Regions from separate parts of the Mus musculus genome. Here regions 1, 3, 4 and 5 are each linked to region 2. Evidence: chromatin contacts called from public Hi-C and promoter capture Hi-C data. All regions are on one chromosome and are shown on one strand. Each heading gives the region's core, a stretch centred on a gene start, on an enhancer-like site or on the middle of the called end of the contact. The rest is flanking DNA. Distances are from core to core; before and after follow the strand shown. Region 1 holds the start of Golga7 (golgi autoantigen, golgin subfamily a, 7). Region 2 holds the start of Erlin2 (ER lipid raft associated 2). Region 3 holds the start of Ckap2 (cytoskeleton associated protein 2). Region 4 holds the start of Rnf122 (ring finger protein 122). Region 5 holds the start of Mak16 (MAK16 homolog).

Evidence for each region. Promoter capture Hi-C pulls out the DNA fragments that hold promoters and counts their contacts. Hi-C and Micro-C count contacts between places; a contact is called where the count stands out from the background.
Region 1: a promoter capture Hi-C map of pre-B cells shows a contact between it and region 2. The contact joins the promoter of Golga7 here to the promoter of Erlin2 in region 2. A contact is called at or near these places in 2 of 39 promoter capture datasets (liver and pre-B cells) and 1 of 484 Hi-C or Micro-C datasets (CD8 T cells).
Region 3: a Hi-C map of CD4 T cells shows a contact between it and region 2, with 5 times the contacts expected there. The contact joins the promoter of Ckap2 here to the promoter of Erlin2 in region 2. A contact is called at or near these places in 1 of 39 promoter capture datasets (pre-B cells) and 1 of 484 Hi-C or Micro-C datasets (CD4 T cells).
Region 4: a promoter capture Hi-C map of pre-B cells shows a contact between it and region 2. The contact joins the promoter of Rnf122 here to the promoter of Erlin2 in region 2. A contact is called at or near these places in 2 of 39 promoter capture datasets (cranial neural crest and pre-B cells).
Region 5: a promoter capture Hi-C map of liver shows a contact between it and region 2, with 3 times the contacts expected there. The contact joins the promoter of Mak16 here to the promoter of Erlin2 in region 2. A contact is called at or near these places in 3 of 39 promoter capture datasets (cranial neural crest, liver and pre-B cells) and 2 of 484 Hi-C or Micro-C datasets (B cells and CD4 T cells).

What each region holds. Positions count from the first base shown.
Region 1 is chr8:23,255,676-23,258,375 of GRCm38.p6, forward strand. Golga7 (golgi autoantigen, golgin subfamily a, 7) reads right to left here and starts at 1,405. Exons shown (of 5, transcript NM_020585.2): 1 at 999-1,405. The coding sequence starts at 1,109.
Region 2 is chr8:27,022,431-27,025,130 of GRCm38.p6, forward strand. Erlin2 (ER lipid raft associated 2) reads left to right here and starts at 1,389. Exons shown (of 12, transcript NM_153592.3): 1 at 1,389-1,476; 2 at 2,627-2,700. The coding sequence starts at 2,642.
Region 3 is chr8:22,184,498-22,187,197 of GRCm38.p6, forward strand. Ckap2 (cytoskeleton associated protein 2) reads right to left here and starts at 1,322. Exons shown (of 9, transcript NM_001004140.2): 1 at 1,187-1,322. The coding sequence starts at 1,295. Gm29878 (a long non-coding RNA gene) reads left to right here and starts at 1,531. Exons shown (of 2, transcript XR_378798.3): 1 at 1,531-1,582; 2 at 2,588-2,655.
Region 4 is chr8:31,110,502-31,113,201 of GRCm38.p6, forward strand. Rnf122 (ring finger protein 122) reads left to right here and starts at 1,326. Exons shown (of 6, transcript NM_001368375.1): 1 at 1,326-1,671. The coding sequence starts at 1,647.
Region 5 is chr8:31,167,442-31,170,141 of GRCm38.p6, forward strand. It overlaps Mak16 (MAK16 homolog), which reads right to left and starts at 1,283. Exons shown (of 10, transcript NM_026453.3): 1 at 1,224-1,283. The coding sequence starts at 1,238.

The sequences.
Region 1 (2,700 bases), core at 155-2,654, 3.8 Mb before region 2:
GCCTACAAACCACCCCTCTGATTTTAAATGGCTGGCACACATTTCTCTAGTACACACTCATCTCCACCTACCTAGTCCACAAGCAGCATTTCTTAGCCCCACACCCACACCATGCTTAATTACCCTCCAAGTTCCTCATCCTTCAGAAACTGATTTATGAACAGGAAATAGAATCTGAGTAATATCGCTGAAGAACAAAAGGAGGATCACATTGGGTAGACGAGTAGATTTTTTTTGTTTTTTTTTTGGTGTGGTTAAATCTGAAGGAATGGTACACAAATCTCATCTTTGTTTACAAGGTTGCCCAAAGGACCTCTGCCCCATGACCGTTTTGATATGCAAGGCAAACAGGAAGTTCCCAGTGATAATGACTGGGAGTCAGGGTTGGTTCAGCTACAAGTTCCTTTGCCGTTCCTGCCCGGGACCGTGTACGTTTTTCAGGTTCCAAGAAGGCCTGTCTGGACTGCCGAGCACATCCCTAATAAACCCTTTCAGCTGAACAGTATGACCAGCACAGTGACCACAGATACCAGTCATGACTATGACGCTGTCTTTCGCGTGTCTGAGGCAGTAGGATATAGGTTACCACAGGAGGTATGAGGTGGCCTGGAGTTCCAGGAATTAGCACCTCATCAAGATGTCAATAACTGAGTGAGTGTGTGTGTGTGTGTGAGCTTCAACCAGGTGTCAAGTACCGTGTGTGTGTGTGTGTGTGTGTGTGTGTGTGTGTCGGCATCCTGTTAAGGACACTCTTGGGTGGACTGCGGGCCAGCATCCTAAAAGTTCTATATGATCACTGTACTCTGAGCATTAGCCTTAGTGGTCTTTCTCCAAATACTAGACCGTACCTCCTTCGTATATCTTTTCCCATGAATCCTGACGTCTCATGCTCTCCCGAACCGTGAGACACTCCCTCCCGCTCCAGGGACTCTCCCCTCCCCAGGGCCAGGGGCAGGGCCAGGAGCAGGGCCAGGAGCAGGGGAAGCCGGGCTGCATACCCTGTTCTCCAGCTCCGCGGGGAACTTGGTCTGGAACTGGCAGCGCGTGCCGCTGCTGTAGTCTCGCTGAATGAACACCTTCCCGGACACCGGTGCCTGCTGCGGCCTCATGGCGAGGACAGGACCCGCCGCTCTGCGAGTTCGGGCAAGACACGGGGTCAGATGGCCGGCCTAGAGCCGGCTCTCCGGCCCGCCAGCCCTTCGGAGCCACCCACCGCCCAAAGACGCCCCAGGCCTCCCCCCTCGCCGATCCCCTTCACTCATGGCTGTAGCCGAGGGACTCCAAGCTACCCAAGCCCAGGACCCGCGCCCCCCCACATCCTGGTTCGGCCCTGGAAACACAAACCCGCCTCCTCGGCCCTCCAGCAGCTGTCGCGCCACCTCCGTCGCCGCTTACGTCCTGTCGCAAAAAAACCTAGCCTCTCCCGAACACCTTCTGTGCCGCACGTTGACACCCCGCCCCCTCCGGCCGTAAAGCGACGCCTCCGCGGCTGCGCGTTGCGGTGAGGTGCGCGGTGGCTGGGAGAGAAGTCTTCCTAGTGTAGGCGAATGAAACCCTTCCGGGCGGAAGAAGATGATGATGATGAGGTGGACGTGATCGGTGGATCCGGGAGTTCCGGGAAAGACGCCGGGGTTAGAGACTCGGAATTCCCTGTTGGTTGTGGTGAAGTGGTTTGTGGGCACAGGAATAGTTCCCTTCTTGATTAAGCGTTCCAGCTTTCACGTGGGCTAACCCACCTCGCTCCACAAAAACAACCGTCACTCTCCAATTCCAACAGACACAGATATTTACAACTACAAAGCGCACTACTGGGGATGCATTTGGCCCCTGGAACCCTCTTGAACGAGAGTGAGGAGATGGTATTCCTGTTCTGCATTATCCTGCATCCCTTCTCCAATTCTTCTTGAGGTGTTGGTTTTTTTCGTCCCAGAGACATGTACACCAGCTATACCCGCTTAGGTGACCCGACTGGACCAACAACAGTTCTCTCTCATTGGTCCCCACTTTACTGACTGTATCTTTGCAAGACATCCAGGAAAATCCCTATGCACGTCTGGTGGTGGCGATGTTCTAGTACAACTTTTTAGTATACTGATAATTGATTAGATACTTGATCAGTTGTCACGATAATTGATTTCTCTTTTGGGGTTTTAAAAATAGCATTAAAAAAATTTCCAGCATAGGGCGGGGGACAGGGCAGAGGTCGTCCACTCCCTGGTGATCTCTGAGTTCAAGCCCACCCCAGTTTACCTAAATAGTACCAGGCCAGCCAGATCGTCATGGTGAGACCCTGTCTCAAAAATGAATAGCTTTATCCCAATAAAGGGTGTATAGTAAACCCACTCATTTAACGTGGACATAATTTGTTAACTTCTACCACGTCCATGCCCTTAAACCATCAGTACAATCAAGATAATAAACACCACCTCTAAAAACTTCCTTACTCTTTACAGTCATACCTTTCAGCCATTCAGCAGACCCCCTTTGCCCAGTACTAACCTTTCTGTCACTAGAAACAAACTTGTGTTTTCTTAACTTTCACTTAAATTGAATCAGAGTTTTTCGTCTCCTTCTTATTGTATAGATTCTACTGAGATTCCTCTGTTGTGCCATACGTAATTTCATTTCTGTGACTTTCCCCATTTATTCATTCACGTACTGCCTCAGGGTTTCCATTGCTGTGAAGGGAAACCATGACCA
Region 2 (2,700 bases), core at 139-2,638:
TTATTGTCGGAGAGGTAGATTGTCTAGTTTGGACCACACTCTGACCAGGGCACAGGACCCAGTCACTCAGGAACCAGAGTCCAGGAGAAGGCAGGTCACATGCTTCAAGCCTCAGGTTTTGTAGCTAAGAATCGGGAAGTGGGAGGGGGATCTTTAGGGGCAGAATGGGGAGTTTGCTGGGTCCCTTAGACAAGCTGTTTTGAAACTACTTGGTCTGTTGTCTTCTTCTGCAGCCACTGGGTGTCTGGGATTGGGGGCAGCTGCTTTTCTTCTGCTGTCACCAAACATCTGGCTTCCCGGAACTTTGAATTCAGTTTCAGTGCCTTGGCTTTTGGGAGAAGACAAAGGGGTTCCTTTACTCTTCTTTTCCTGAGTCCTAAAATCGTCGGACATTGACCACTGGCCATCTACTGTACGGAAAAGCCTTTTCATGTACTAAAAGCAGGAGTTAAAGTGGGCACTTCCTGGCCTGCAAACAAAATGACTGCAGTGGCCGGTTTAGAAATTTCCTGCTAAAGAAGCAGATTGGGGATAGAGGACAGCCATAAAGCCCTTAGTTCCAGCCCCAGGACAAAACGGAGAAAAGGCCCAGTATGAATGTCCAAAGGTAACGCTATGGCAGGGTGAGGTCATGTGAGGGCTTTAGGCTAGGAAAAACGTTTTCTTCCTGGTCTGCTATACCCCCCCGGGGGGGGGGGGGTGCAGATGACAGACAAAAGCTCACCATGGCATGTGTTAAGCAAGACAGGAAGCCCGAACTATTAAGGAAATGCTAAGTTTTCAACAACTGCTGTTGACCTCAGCACTCACAGATTTCAGAATCCGTTCATTAAAAATCGGAACAATAATTCCTTGTTAATTACTTTATGTTGCTGTGGGGACCTCAAGGCCAAACAAAGCTCTCAGAAAAGTATAAAGGGCAACTCAGAGTAGGACTGTTGACTGGCGACGTCATAATCTGCACCTTTGAAAGTTTCCTTCGGCTAATGCAGCAGGAAAAGAAGCGAGCAGAAGGACAAGAACGCTGCATCGCATTGATCCCGGCTCCGGAAGAAGAAAAGAAATCCAGCTCGGACTTGAAGCGAAGGAGAATCTCTAGCAACCTCCGAAGCCAGCGCCTCGGAAGGTGATACCAGAGCCTTGGTGTCCGGAGCCCGCTCTGCCAGCCCTGGGCATCCTAAAACCCGCAAGCCTAGGTGCGCAGCCAGTGTGCCAGCTCGCGAGCGTCCCCTGGCGCCACCGCCGAACACTGCGGCTCGCAGCGCGAGGGGGCGGAGCGGCCGGACGAGCACAGGGGTGTGGTGTGGGCGGGGTCTTCTTTTTATTTATTTATTTTTTTTATTTTTTGCGCGCGCGCGGACTGATGGCGTCATCGAAGCGACTGGCCCGGAAGGAAGTAGGGTGCTGAGGGGTGTGGCGGTTTCTACGGTTGCACGGGGGTTCGGCTGTGTACGGAGCGCCTGGAGGGACAGCCTGGTACGCGGCCGCCGCCCCTCCGTGCACGCTCGGCATCGCTGAGGCTCGGGGGGTGGGCGCGGCTGGAGCTGACGTCCTGAGCCCCCTCAGCTCGCCCACCCGGGAGTCCAGTCCCCTGCCCACGGGTCCGAGCGGAAGCTCTCGGCCGTGTCTGCCTCGCGGAGGAGGGCGGGGAAAGGGCAAGAGGTGGCTTTGGGGTGGTAGTGAGGACATTTGCAGAGAGGACACTCCTGCTGCTCGGTAGCTGAAGGCCGCTACGGTAAAAAATAAGTAAATTAGTCAGACCTGAGAGGTGGACTCCGTGCCCTGTGCCCGGTGTGCACGTCCGTCACTGTAGTGTTTTCCAGATCCTTCAGGGTTCAGGAAATGAGTGTCTACATGTAACTCTGTGGCATCTGGGACCCTGGACATTTGGGGACATCCCACCCCACCCCACCCCACCCTCACTTCGGAGTAGTCCAGAGTCTCCAGCCTGAGACATTTCCAGTTTCCTATAACCATGGGGCTTGCGGGGGCAAAGGATATGGGAGAATGTGTTACAGTTTTACATAGAGATCTGTCCCGTTTAAGTCCAAAGGAACAACAGAGAAGGTGGAGGACAGATCAGAGAGAGAATCCTACGTCGGAACTCAGTTGCTTGCTCTTCTCTCTCTCCCTCCCTCCCTCTCTCTCTTCCCCCCCTCAGGGTCCTAAGGGAATGACTGGTGGTTTCCTTCGAAATGGCAGGCAATTAGAAGTAGGAGGCTCTGACCAGAAATACATAGCCACAGCTGCCTGTCATTTGACATCCTCTGTAATTTGGGCCAGCACCCTGCAGCTGCCTCTCTTCCTTACAAGTATAAATGGCTCTGTTGACAACATGTTAACGTGAAGGGGAGAGAAGGCTGTGTTTTGAACCTTGCCCAAATGGCACCAAATCTCTCTTAGGTATAGCTGTTTCTGGAGCTAATGCCCCCTTGCTTCAATGGGAATTATACTTCCACAGTTAAGGAACGGAATGTTGACTGAGAACAAGGACACAGTGAGTTGTAGATCTGGCAAGTAGTGTGTGTGTGTTACAGCAGGCTGCCCCAGAATCACTTTACGTGAGCTTCAGCTTGGTGGCTCTCCTGTACGTCAGGCTACACATTGTCCCATATCTTCTCTCTAGGATACAGGTTCACTGATGGCTCAGTTGGGAGCTGTTGTGGCCGTGGCTTCCAGTTTCTTTTGTGCATCTCTCTT
Region 3 (2,700 bases), core at 72-2,571, 4.8 Mb before region 2:
ATTCTTGAGTTCAAGGCCAGCCTGGTCTACAGATCAAGTTCCAGGCAGCTAGAGCTACAGAGAAACCCTGTCTCAAAACAACAACAAAAACCAAAGCGACAAGAAAGCACCAGTCTAAAGTGTTTAAAAAGCCAATGAAGTCTCGTATTCAGGGCTGGCTCTTCCTTGGGTGCTAGCCAGAGCGAACAACTTCTACTAAAGAGCTTTAAAGAGTAACCACTAAGGGTGTGGAGTGTCTCCTCCCTGGGAAAAGAGATTATTCCTATAACAACACAATAGGAGATTTCTCAATTTAGACAAATGATCCCATGAATCAGAAATTACATGCAAGGTGCTGTTTTAGGCTTACTATTACTGTGATGAAAACACTCTCACCAAAGGCAACTTGGGGAAGAATGGGTTCATTTACTAATATCTCCATAGTACAGTTAGCTCATCATCAAAAGCAGTTAGGGCAGGAACTTGGTGCCATGAAGAAGTGTAGCTACAAGGCTTGCTCTGCCTGGTTTGTTTGTTTTTGTTTTTAAATAGCACTCAAGACCACTAGCCCAGGGGTGGCACCGCCCACAATGGGCGGGGCCCTCCCTCTCCCATCAATCTCTAATTAAGAAGATGCCCTACAGGCTGGCCTACAGCCTGCCTGATCTTGTGGAAACATCTTCTCAGTTTAGGTTCCCTCCTCTCAGGACTCTAGCTTGTGCTCAATGATAGAATACTTGCCTAGCGTATACAAAGCTCTGAGGTTCATCCTCCCAAATAAATAAATAAATAAATAAATAGCATCAAATGTCCTAATCGAGTGAAAATTGCAGGGAACACATTTCAATATAGGGTTCCAGAAACAACTGTGTAGAGAGATCTGATACCAGTCGCCAAATTCTGACCAACTTACATAAGTTTTCCACATTCTTGCTGCAGACCATTCAACTCCATTTTTCCAAAACGTCCAGGACATCATGCAAACAGTCCCAGCCTCACCTCCACGTTCCAAGCACAGAGATAGGAGAACCCGGGAGCTAGCGAGCGCGCGCGCAGGCGCAGTCGGGGGTCCGGGCAGCCCCGCCCCCGCCCTCAGACCCCGAAGATAAACCGCTGGCCCCGGCAGGAGCCGAGCCACGCGCTACCCTCGGCAGCGGCCTGGGCTCTCAGAGAGAGTTAGCGGCCGAGGCCCCGTGCCATCGCTCACCTCGGAAGGCCGGCTGGTCTCGCCTGGTCGGGGGCAGCTGCAGGTCCCGGGTCACCGGCAAGGGATTCCTCGCAGCCCTGCCAAGGAAGCGTTTCCTGGACTCTGCCATCGCTTAATGAGCGCGCCTCGGCGCCGGCGTGGATTGAACGGACCAATGAGCGCGGAGGGGCGGGGCCCAGGCGAGGGGCGGGGCCGTCCCAGAATCCAGAGACTTGGCAGCCGGCGAGAAATTTCAAAATCGAACAAAGCTCTCCCAACTGGATGGATGACGCCGTTGGAGCGGGCTTGTTGAATCCTCAGGATATAGCAGGACCAGGCTTGACAAGTCAGGACATGTCTTCAGACACAGCCCAGAGGAAGCCAAAGGACCGCAGTGACTGCACCTGTCAAATGCTGGTGCGCTCCTTAGGGATAAGGCTCATTGCTTTCCCTGAGGACAAGTTCCCGAATGATCTTTGGAGCTGCTTAACAGAATTAGGTTGCGATTATACCTCGCAAGCGAGATGATGAGCTCAGATGTTAGGTGTCTCGTGTTTGCACAGCTTGCAAACAAAACCTTTTTTTTTTTTTTTCTTTTTTCGGTTTTTCAAGACAGGGTTTCTCTGTATAGCACTGGCTGCCCTGGGACTCACTCTGTAGACCAGGCTGGCCTCGAACTCAGAAATCCACCTGCCTCTGTCTCCCAAATGCTGGGATTAAAGGCGTGTGCCACCACTTGCCCGACTTTGCAAACAAAATCTTAAGTTGAGATCTACCTTTGTGCTGTTATTTTATTGAAAATCTTGCTACGTAGCACAGGCTGGCCTAGAACTCACTTGCAGTCTTCCTTGACCTCCTGAGTGCTAAGATTACAACTCTATGCCCAGCCCTTTCTGTGCATTTATATATGCATTTGTGAAATGCAAACAAGTGTAGGAGACAGAAGAAAAAGAAAACTGAGGATATAACCCTCTGCTCTTTCAAGGCAGGATATAATTCTGTGAAGTTAAACCTATTGTGTGTTATAAAAAGATAAAGGAAAGAAGGAATATGTTTTGGTGGATGTGTAGTCAGGTATGGGGTGCCCCCGCAGGCCCATGGGTATAGTATAGAATAGAGTTTACTCAGGGAATGGGGAAGGGAGTTAAAAGGGTATTAGAGACAGAGAAAGGCAGAGAGAGTTGAGGAATAGAGGCTGGCTGAGAGCACATGTAGACAAGGGGGAGTAGGGGTGAGAGGACAGAGCAGGAGCAAGAAGACAAGAGAGAGCAAAGGAGGGAAGAGGGCAGAGGTAGCAAGCAGCCCCTCTCATAGTGAGTCAGGCAAGCCTGGCTATTGCCAGGTAACTGTGGGGCGGAGCTTAGACAGAATGCTAACAAAACCAACTCCTGTTGAACAATTTGTCTATGTTTGTCTTTTTAGGCATGCTGCCTTAACCTTTGACGCCCATCATTTAAACATGTCACCAACATAAAACCCAGACATGCTAACAGTGGTGGTTCATTGCTGTACTCCCTCAGAAAAATGACATGTGT
Region 4 (2,700 bases), core at 76-2,575, 4.1 Mb after region 2:
GGTGGGGGGTATGCAACTTGATGTTAAGGGAAGTACGGTGTATATGCAAACACCACAATCACCGTCCACAAAGGCCTTCTGGATTTGGAGACTATCCGACCATCCCCAGAGATAAGAAGATTGCATTTGTTCCAGCAGCCCTGAGATGCAGGTCAGGATATTTGATACTTTAACGACTGTGCTTGGAAATGGCAAAACATTCATTCGCATGCATTAGCTCGCTCAGGGGCCAGAGACTCAGTTCCAACAAATCAATAGTGGGATGATAAGTCCTGACAAAGGAAGAGCAGGCCGTTTTGCTTGCTTATTTGTGGGTCTACTCAACACACTGCTTCTGAACGTGGCTGTGGCGCCTTGCACCGGGGTACTTTCAATGATACTCTATGCACTGATGGTAATACTTTCTTTTAAGTGGAAAGATAAACAAAAGCATACATAAACAAGCCTGAGTATGGTGGCACAGGCCTTTCATCCTAGCACCCTGGAGACAGAGGAGGGCAGATCTCTGGAGTTGGAGGTCAGTTAGGACCAAATAGCTTTCCATTAGCAAAATAATAAACATATAAAATAAACTATGCAATGTCATCCAAAATAAATAATACTACATGGAGATTTGAGATCCCCCCCCCCCTTCATCCCCTGTCCATTCAACACCGAAGCAAGACCCCTGTCCCGGCCATTGACAAAGCCAGTTTCCGGGTTTTCGCCACAGTCTAGGAGATTGGAATCCTGGCACGGTATGGCCTTCAGCTTTAGGCCTTATTCTTGTTTGTAAAAGAAGGCTCTGTCCTGAAGTGATGTGAGAACAATAGCCCTTTGAAGATGGAGTTTTGAGTTTCATCTGCTTTGCCCTCTTTGCCTCAGTTCTCTCCTTTCGCGGTGGGTCTGGGAATGCGCTAGCTGCCACGCATAACCAGGTCTAAAGGCGAAGGACAAGTGGAACCAACTCCCAGGACTGCCTTCTACAGAGCTATAGAAATTCGAGACAGACACGGATCTGTAGGCGGAAAACAAAAGTGGCACTAATCCTCGTGTCATTCCACCACCATAGCCCTCCCCGCCCGGGTCCTAGGAGGCGGCGATCTTCGCCCCCTGCAGGCGTCGCCTCTCACGCCGTTCTGCAGGCTAGGGACTCCCCAGGTCTGGCTAGGAGGCGGGGTAGGAATCTACCCAGAAAAAAGCTCCCCTGTCCAGAGGGTAAACTGGCTTGTAAATAATACCCCAGGGCAGGAGAAAGGCTCCCATTGGCCGGAGGGCAGGTGACGAAAAGGGGGCGGGCTCCCGGGAGGGAGCAGTCCTAGGGAGGGGGGTGTGAGCCGTGCGGTGTCAGTTTTCGGAATCCCAGCGCGCACTGCTCAGCGCAGTGGGACCCAAGCCCGGCTTCGTGTCCTGGCTACTGCCTTCTCGGCCGGGCATCCCGGCTCTCTCGGCTGCCCTCCCGGCCCGGGCCCTCGGTAGGGCTTCGCTCCGAAAAGACTTTGCTTCCTCCTCTGCCCTCTTTGTTGCTCTGCAAACCGGCCTCTCTGTAACCCTTGACTCCACTCCTCCGGGAGTTGCATCTCCATCCCGGCGGTCTCAGTGCACAGCCCCTCCAGCTCCAACACCTTGCCTCGGTTTGCTCCCGGAAGCCGACCTTGACTTCATTGATGCACCCATTCCAGTGGTGTAACGGTGAGTCCCTGGACCGGTGGGAGAACAGGGACCGCGCAGGTTCAGGTCCTGAGCCGAGTTTCCCGGTGTCTGGGACGGCCCAGAAGGCGTCCTGGCGCCCTGCTGGGCTCTGCACAGCGCGCAGTTAGAAAGATCCCATTCACTTTGTTGGGAATAAAGGGGGTCTGGAAGCGAGTGGAGGGCCAGGGGCGTGTGAGCCGAGTCTTCCCGGCCTTTGTATGGCGGTCCATCTCTTCTACCCCTTCGCCTGCCTTTGTGCGCTCTCAAACTCTGTTCTTTGTTGTGGTGGTTGGAGAATTAAATCCGCGCTCGGGCTAGGATCTCCTAGAGGGAGCTCAAGTTCCGGTTCTGAAACTTTGCAGGCTATTTTAAATATGTATACAGTGCAGCGTGCGGGACAAGGCGCGGGGTGACTTTCTTTTTCTTTGTTGGTTTTCACTGGCTCCTAGGGGCCAGACGCTGGATTAAAAGAGCGTCGCTTTACTGAATAGATAAAGCCTTGCAGAAAGAAAGCTGGGCCCCCAGCTCAGGGCTGGCCTGGCAAAAGCTTTGCTTTCTGGCAATAAGGCCAGACCCTGGGGTCTGCTTTCAGCCTAGGTGGTGACGGTACCTTCCAGCACAGCCAGCCACCCACCACCAACCGCTTCCCACACCCCACCGCGTGATGATGCTAAATTAGTTCATCTGAGGCTTTGGGGCAGCTCAGGTGTTACAGGTTAGAAAGCGGGTCTGGATTTCCTGTCTAGGCTACCTGTTGGATCTTTCTGAGCCAAGTCTTCGATGTTAATACCACCCACCCTTCCCCCAGAAGTACCCAAAATCTTGATCACTTTTTCTAGGCAAGTTGGCGAGGTGGAAAGAAGCTAACTTTTTTTTTTTTAAGTTTTTTGGTATGGCAGTCTGGTTGCTTGTGAAAAATCCATTCTTAAGTAGACTTCTGCATGATCTTGGACTAATTATTTCAAGAGTCTTTTGTTTTAAAGCAGGGTTTGGGCCGCATGTGTATGAGTAGCCCCCATCCCCCCTCCT
Region 5 (2,700 bases), core at 33-2,532, 4.1 Mb after region 2:
GGAACCTGGTGAAGTGCATAGTATATAAAAACGGTGCATCAAGTTGCAATCACTAAAGCCACATATGGGGGTGTGTGTGTGAGCATAAAGGTCTCTAGATGGACTGCACTGAAGAGCCAAGAAGGACCCTAGAGCAGTTAAAGGGGGGAAGAACGAAGGGCCAAAGAATAAAACACACAGGGGTAAGGATTGTAGGAAACGAGAAGTGGAGTGGGTGTATTATTCAGCTTCGTGGTCAGACCTCTTACACATCATTTGGTCACACCTCTTTCCTGGGCACCGGATTTGTCTGTGCGCCCAGCTGCCCACTTAGCATCTCTAAAAGGATCCCGATGGTAAACATACCCCAGTGCAACTCTCATTTTCACGCTCTTCTTAAATTAAAAAAAAAAAAAAATACAACAGTTCTCCCTAGTTCCCACTAAAAAAGACCTGGAAACCATTTCCTTCAAGGTTCTCCCTGACCTTGTCCGGGCAAGCCTATCAAATCCAGTCTCCCCCTCATCCTCTGGATTCCTGTAACAAGTCCTTCCCTATCTCTCATCTTTGTACCTTTACTATTCCTACGGCTCTTCAGTGGCTGCCTCAGTCCCAATTCTGGGGTTTTTAGCCCAATGTGACTGATCTACCGCTCTTTCTCCATTACTCCTCTTTCATAGTACCGTTATTCTCCATCCCCAGAGTGCTCATGAGAGCAGAGGTTTTTTTGGTTTTTTTTAAATGTCTTTTGCCCGACTGTTAACAACCAATCATCACACTGAACCTACACCAGTTGGATACTGGCTATGTACTTACAACTCTGTGAACAGACAAACGAAGTCTTACTTCCGAAACTACGCCTCGGGCAGGCTGCAGAGCAAAATAAAAAGCCTAACACTGGAGAGGTAGCGCTCATGGAGGAGTTCCCTAAGCACGGATTTTAAACATCGCATCTCTCCCGCCTTGCCACCCCGAGACAACTGCCGTTCAGATGGCAGCTGGCACAAAGGGCTTCACTGCCAAGCACTAGGGACTAAGGAAGCCCACCCGGCGGGCTGGGGCTGGGGTGGCCTGGCCTTCTACACGCGCGTGGGAAGCCACTATCGGAAATCGGGGCTCTGCAAGTCTCGCCATCCGGGAGAAGCGGAGACAAACGGGCCGTCTGAGCGTGCGGGACTGAATCCTAAATGAGCGAAATGCCGCGCAAAACCCAGTGGTGCCAAGGCGAGAGGAGGAAAACTCACGTCGTCCGACTGCATGGTGCCGGCAGCTCAGCTCGCCGCATTAGGAAGGACCGGGGAAGCGGCCACGCTTCTTCCGCGGAGCCACTTCCGGAGAGCCACTAACCTATCGCGAGAACGTCTCAGTGTCCCAGAAGCCCGTGACGTCCCCGGGCACAGTGAGCATGCGCGCTTCCGCGCCAGCGCACGCTTGGATCCTGGCGTGCTCGCCTCCGGCAGCCCTTGCCCTAGGAGCGCACATATCGTCTTGTCCTGCTTGCTGTGTCTCTGCGCGAGCTCCAAACCTCTAAAAAGTGGGGCTTCTTTGTCCTCTCTAACCCAAGGCGCACCCTCCGAGTCACTTGTGCACGCGCGGGGCTTTAATGCTAATTACCGTCCCATTTCTGGCCGTGGCCGCGTGCCTGGAAAGCCTGAAGCCGTCAGCTCTTTTACCAACCCGCGGGAACTTCTAGCAGCCATCTCCGTTCTCACTTTGAAACACACACGGCAGTGTCGTATGGGGAAACAACATAACAAACGAAAAAAACCTGTATGCATGTGACCCCCAAACGGACAGATTCTACTGTCGCTCCCTTGCTCCTTCTGTAAGGATCAAACTCGGGTTACCAGACTCACACTCCTTCCTGAGCCATTATCCAGGCCTGAGAAAGTGCTTTTAAAAGGTCAGCAGGAGTGATAATAAAATGAGGGTTGCTTCCCCAGTTCTCCCTTTTGAAAGCCATTAAGTAGTTCAAGTGATTTTGAAGAAATTGTCATGTGCCAAATACAGTCCCGGACAGAGCAATGAAGGGGAACAATGTTCTACACCCTCAAGGTCCTTACTTAGCAATGGGATTCAGAGACTTGTACCATAAACTGTATAATATAATGTTTAAGTACTGTTAAGTGCTGTAAAAGCAACGAGGCAGCTGTGAACACTCAGCTAGTGGGGAGGTTGGTTCGGGAGCTTGAGACCAACTTGAGTTTTACAGGGAGGTCATAGCCGGATGCTGGCAATGGTGATAACGATGAGGATAACGCAAAGTAAGTTAGTGGAGACAGGTTCTTTTAGAAAGGTTTATATGTAGCAGACAATGGCCTAGTCGGTCATCAATGGGAGGAGAGGCCCTAGATCCTGTGAAGGTTCTATGCCCCAGTATAAGGGAATGCCTGGAGTGGAATGCCAGGAATGGGAGTGGGTGGGCTGGGGAGCAGGGGGAGGGGGTAGGGGATTTTCGGAGGGGAAACTAGGAAAGGGAATAACCTTTGAAATGTAAATAAAATATCTTTTAAGAAAGGAAGGTTTATTGGGAGAATGCGGTAGAAGTAAGTGATAATTAGGTAGAGAATCACATTGAGGTAATGCAGTAAGTTGTGGCATCAGGGTGTGTGTGCCTTTTAAGGAAAGATAATGAAGAGCCCTACACTTAAGGAGATAGTTGGAGTAAAAACAGACAAAGGAAAAGTGTGGGCTAGAGAACGGAGAGCAAGAGGAAAGATC